Regions from separate parts of the Mus musculus genome. Here region 2 is linked to region 1. The links are chromatin contacts, called in public promoter capture Hi-C maps. All regions are on one chromosome and are shown on one strand. Each heading gives the region's core, a stretch centred on a gene start, on an enhancer-like site or on the middle of the called end of the contact. The rest is flanking DNA. Distances are from core to core; before and after follow the strand shown.

Region 1 (2,828 bases), core at 223-2,722:
ACAAAACCCCGTATACTGGTAAGTATACTGGCAGGGTATTGCGGGAGAGTACACCTTCCACAAATACTATAAATACCTTTCTAAAATAGGGGTATTTACTATTTGCAGTTCACAGTTGCAGAGGGTAGAATCCATGACCATCACAGTGGAGCCCATGATGGGTGTGTGTGTGTGTGTGTGTGTGTGTGTGTGAGAGAGAGAGAGAGAGAGAGAGAGAGAGAGAGAGGGAGAGAGAGAGAGAGAGAGAGAGAAAGAGAGAGAGAGCTGGAGCAGTACAGGAGACATCCCTGTGCAGAGAGCTGATAATGGATTAGGCTTTTGAACCTTTCAAGCCTGCCCCATTGGCACACCTCCTCCAAGGAGGGTCTGCTTCCTAATCCTTCAGGAATAATTGCTCCTCTTGGGGATCAAGCATTCAAACAACTGAGCCTAAGTATCTCTACATTCAGAGTGCTCTGAAAAACTAGCCCTACTACACACCTCTTCTAGATGATACAACGTGGCAGCAACAATGCCAGCTGACAAGCAGCGAACTGAAAGCCACTATTGTAAAAGTTGTGTGCATATAGACACTTTCTCCTACAGATCTAACATCTGTTTTTATGTAAAACTCAAAAAAAAAAAAAAGGAAAAAAGGAGCCTGGTAATTATGATGTTTTTCTGCGGGAAAAAGGCTGAATCATTAATGATTTTGAAGTCCAAAACGTTCCACACGTGAACATTAGTCTGCATGGTCAGACCGGTGCACATACGGAGAGAGTGACCATTTTCCAACCGAGCGGCTCCTAGTCCCTTGTAGACACCTGACCTGCCCCTGTAACCGCCAACCTTCCCGCAGGTGGAGTCCTGGGTGCAAGGCACACAGACACAGCAGCAAAGCCGGGCGGCTCCGGGGAGCTCCGGGTCGGTCCATGCGCTGCGCGGCGCCGCGGACTCCAGCCTCGCAGTCCGACCGTGGGCCGCGCCGCGCCGGGCACTCCCCTCCCCGGCCCGCGGTGCCCGGAGCCCTGTTGACCCGCAGCCTACTGCATACTTGGAATCCACGGAGAACACGGCCCTCCTGAAGTTCAGCCGGCTGCCGCCGCAGCGAACCACGCGGACTCCCTCTTCTACCATCTTCACGCAGGCGCAGGAAGCACCGAGCACCGGCCGGATTACGAACTTCCTTCATAGGCCGACTGGCCTGGCCCTACTCTTCCGCCCGCGGCCCGCCTGGGCCTCTCTAGCCTGGAGACTCTATGGTCGGCTCCACGCCTACGCCGCCATCTTTAGTTTGGGCAGGGTCAAATTAAAACCCTTGTAGAAGGAGTAAAGCCCAACAGCCACGCACAAAGTTAAATCATACCAGATGCCGCTACAGCTATTCGATACAGAAGAGAGTTTTCTCTTCGGCCTCTTTTACCGGACTCTAAAGGTTCCGCCAGAAGCGGAAGTGAACATCCTTTCTCCTACTGAAGCCGTTGCCTTTTCTGTCACTGTGATTGAGCGACAGCAAGATGACGCAGTCACCCTACTCCTATCCCACCCCCCTCCGTTGCCTTTTTTTGGGAGGGGGCGGGGTTCAAAGAGCGTCTTCTTGCAATGGTAACTGAAGTGGGGCGCTTTAGCTCTTTATGGCGGTTCTATGAGCATCGCTAAGTTCCTGTAGCATCTACGCCACACTTGCCAATGCAGTTTCGACTCCAGAATAAAAGTACACCTTGGTGTCAGGGCTCCTGCAGTGATGTCCGGTTTGCTCCAGTTGTTCAGTTCCTGTTGTTCAGAAGCCCTGACTTCTGAGGATGTTGATTCTTTTTTTTTTTTTTTTTTAGGTATTTATTTCAGTTACATTTCCAATGCTATCCCAAAAGTCCCCCACACGCTCCCCCACCCACTCCCCCACCCTCCCACTCCCACTTCTTGGCCCTGCCGTTCCCCTGTACTGAGGCAGATAAAGTTTGCGTGTCCAATGGGCCTCTCTTTCCACTGATGGCCGACTAGGCCATCTTCTGATACATATGCAGCTAGAGCTCCGGGAGGTACTGGTTAGTTCATATTGTTGTTCCACCTATAGGGTTGCAGATCCCTTTAGCTCCTTGGTTACTTTCTCTAGCTCCTCCATTGGGGGCCCTGTGATCCATCCAGTAGCTGACTGTGAGCATCCACTTCTGAGGATGTTGATTCTTAACACTTTGTGTTTTGTATTCGAGGTTGCTGCATATCTGTGTTGAACCGTTCGTTTGTCAATATTTTCCATTGTGCTGGCTCTTAACGACCCCTAAGGAAGGGCATCTGATATCTTAACCCTAACAGGAGCAGATTCTTGATACATTTGAAATTCACCATAACTTTATGCTGATTCATAGCAGGAAAAATATAATCCTAAGGGTCAAAACATCTATAGATCTTTAGGCAGGAGAGAGAGAGAGAGAGAGAGAGAGAGAGAGAGAGAGAGAGAGAGAGAGAGAGAGACGATTAGTTTTTGTTGGGTTCATAGTTTGGGGAGACAGAGCTAGACAGGAAGATACTGATTCTGTTTTTATCTCAAATTTAAAGAGTTTCTTTTTCATAATTATGGTATGCTTTTTCATAGTGGAAGAACATAGTGAGCTTAACCCCCCATCCCACCCTAGACTCTTGATGTCTAAGTAATACATCCTTTAAACTTGGAAACTTTGAGATCGGATATATGCTTATTATATTCTGAGACAATGAAGAAAATAAATGATCAAACTAGTTTTTACTTCAGTTGTTTTACTGTTTGGTGAACTTCGTTTAAATTAAGAAAGAATGAGGCTTTCTGATTGGACAAAGGCTAGTTGGACTACTAAACTCGTGAAAGGATTCTT
Region 2 (2,828 bases), core at 122-2,621, 270 kb before region 1:
AATGGGCCATTGAGAGTAAAGCCCTGCTGAAGAATGTAGGCTATTGGGGGTGTGCTTTCAACCTGTTGCTCTTTCTCTAGCCTCTTCCCCAGTGCTCTCTGCCATGCCCTCCTCCCTGCTTTGATATAGACTTCAGTCCAGCGCCCAGAAACACCCAGAACCCAGCGACCTCTCAAGCAATGAGACAAAATAAGAATTTTCTCTCTGAGTTGCCTTGCTCTGTTTTGTCACAAAACCTAAATAGCACAAGATTGTAAACTACCCTCCCCTGTGAGGAAGTGTATTTGCCGGTGACTATGCGTGTGCGTGCGTGTGTGATAGGTCCATGTTTTGTGTAAGGGTGCCCCTGCCTCTGCACAGAAGCCAGTGAATCACTCACTGACTTACTACTTTGAGACAAGGTCTCTCACTGGACCAGATACTAAGGGGTTGGATGGGAAGTTGCAGCAATCCTCCTGTCTCTGCCCCTCACAGTGCTGGGTTACAGGCAACCTCAGTCACACTGGGCCTTGAAGTGGGTGCTGGGGATTTGAGTCTATGTCTTCATGTCTTCATATCAAGCTCTTAAGCACTAAGCCATCTCCCCAACCCCCACATCATCTTTTGCAGCCATTTTCACAACAAACTGAATTTATAAGAGAAACCACTATGGAGGGATGAAAACTCTTAAAAGCTGAGTACAATTTTCAGATTCAGAATCAACTTCATTTTATTTGGGTTGAGCTGGCATCAAAACCATTGACCATGTTTCATGCTATAGTTACTCAAGTTCAACAAATAGAGATTTTTAATTTTAGGCAGTATCTATTGTAGATTGCATCTTTTATTGCATACCACTGGACTAAGTGAGAACCGGGGTGACCTGTAATCTCAGCACTGGCGGGGGCGAGAGAGGGTGTTGCGAGTTTAAAGCCAGCCTGGCCTAAATACTGGACCCCAGGCCAGCTTGGGGTGGGAAGGCTTGGTAAATAGCAAGTCTCTGTCCCCTGGTTGGGGAGGGGAGTCCATGCCAACAGAGACGTCCCGCCCACCCTTCTCCCACCCAAACACTCCCAGTGTGCAGCTGGGGTCGCTGTGGAGCCAGTTTTGTGTCCCGTTGTTACAATAACAACCAGGTCCAGCGGTTGGGAAGGAAACTGGAGGGAAACGCTCAACGCCGGGGCGGTACTGCTCCTGTGTGCCTGGCCCCCGGGATCGACCCTGGCGGCCCAGCTCTCACCTTCTTGCTGCTCATGGCGGCAAGGACTTGCGGGCCAGGCAGGATCGGCCGGGATCGTTGCTGCGGGAGTCAGAAACAGAAGACCAGAGTTGTTCGCCGCTGGACTGCTTGCTTGGTCTCAACACTCTTCTGAGCTGAGAGCTTTAACCGCCAAGGTCGATTCGTTGCTAAGCAACAAACTGGCGGAATCCACTTCCGGTCATCTGCATCTGCGAGATTTGGAGCAGAACTTTCTGAGAGGTCGAGCAGAGTGGCTCTCTGAGGCATAGGTAGCTTCCAACCCAGCCCTCACCCTCCTTAAGGGTGGGTGGCAACTGTGCTCCTGTACCCAAGGCCTGGCCCCTTCTCTTCTTCATGGGACCGGGAAATCCCATCTTTTCCTCTTCTCCAGCAGTTAGCTTCTGCCCTCTTTATTAACACAATCAAGAAACAGTTAGGGAATCAATAGCTCCCTCTACAGAATATTGCTGGATATTGTTCACTGTTGGTTGCTAGTGCAATTTTAAAAGTGATAATTCTTCTCTATCCTAGCTAGCTCTCAAATAAATGAGAAACAGACTATAAGATTTATTAATCAAGCTGCTTTAGAGCATAGTAGCTGAGCCATTATTAATTGATTCTATTCCTTTAAACTATCTGCCTACCTCCTAGCCCAAATCCCTGAGATACTTGCAGTATGGTATTGATTTAGCTCTTTCTCTTTCTGCTCCAAGTGTGGGTTCCCATGGTGTCTTTTCCACACTCTTCTCCTGGTGACACTTTGCTTCTCTCTCTCCCCGTCCCCTGTCTGAGATCAGAAGTCCAGCCCTATTCTCTTTTCTGATTGGCTGATCAGCTTTTATTAGCAAATCAGAGACTACATGGGAAGCAATGTTTACACAATATTCAGGCAGAAGGCACATAGAATAACCATTACATGGCATGTTCAAGTTGCAACCAGATATGGGGGCAGAGAGATCAACATTTGAATAATCCAAGGATAATCTTTACACAGTGCGCAATAACATTATGCTTACAATTGGTTCTCTTCTGGCCCCTCCCAGTGCTGCTGTATCACAATGCACCACTCCAAAGCTCCATGGTATGCTCACCCCTGACGACCTGAAATCATTAGTTTACTCTCTTTCAGAAGCCTTTGATATCACTTATCACATCCCTTAAAACACCTTTTGCCTCGGTTGTCTTATTATTCTATTTTCTTTTTACCTCCTCACTTTTTCTGAGCTCTTTTTTAGGGTTCCCCCTTCTGTTCAGTTTTTAAGCTATTGGTATTTAGTATTTAGGTTGTTTTAAAAACAGATTTCCATTTGTTCTTGTTTTACATACTTTGTGAACTTTTTAATTGGAGCTTAAGGATTTGATGTTTGGGGCATGGGGTGATTCTAGTTTTCTGAGTTACCATTAGGCTGTTTTTCCTTAGTAGGGATACCAGTTTACACTGCCCTGTAGTGCAAGGTGTCTGGCTCTTCTGCATCCTTGCGAGTACTTGTTAATATTCTGAGTATAAATCTCTTATCCAGTATAACATTTGTAAAGAATTGTTTTTTTCCACATATTGCCATTTTAGTCTGATAGTTATAGTTTAGTTAGTTTAGTTAGTTAGATAGAT

What was found. Capture Hi-C pulls out chosen DNA fragments and counts their contacts.
Region 2: a contact with region 1 is called in a promoter capture Hi-C map of pancreatic islet. The contact joins the promoter of Dnah7b here to the promoter of Wdr75 in region 1. A contact is called at or near these places in 1 of 115 datasets of contacts at active chromatin or transcription factors (craniofacial prominence) and 1 of 9 other capture datasets (pancreatic islet).

The regions. Positions count from the first base shown.
Region 1 is chr1:45,793,810-45,796,637 of GRCm38.p6, reverse strand. It overlaps Wdr75 (WD repeat domain 75), which reads right to left and starts at 1,472. Exons shown (of 21, transcript NM_028599.3): 1 at 1,034-1,472. The coding sequence starts at 1,116.
Region 2 is chr1:46,065,396-46,068,223 of GRCm38.p6, reverse strand. Dnah7b (dynein, axonemal, heavy chain 7B) reads right to left here and starts at 1,371. Exons shown (of 65, transcript NM_001368717.1): 1 at 1,220-1,371. The coding sequence starts at 1,234.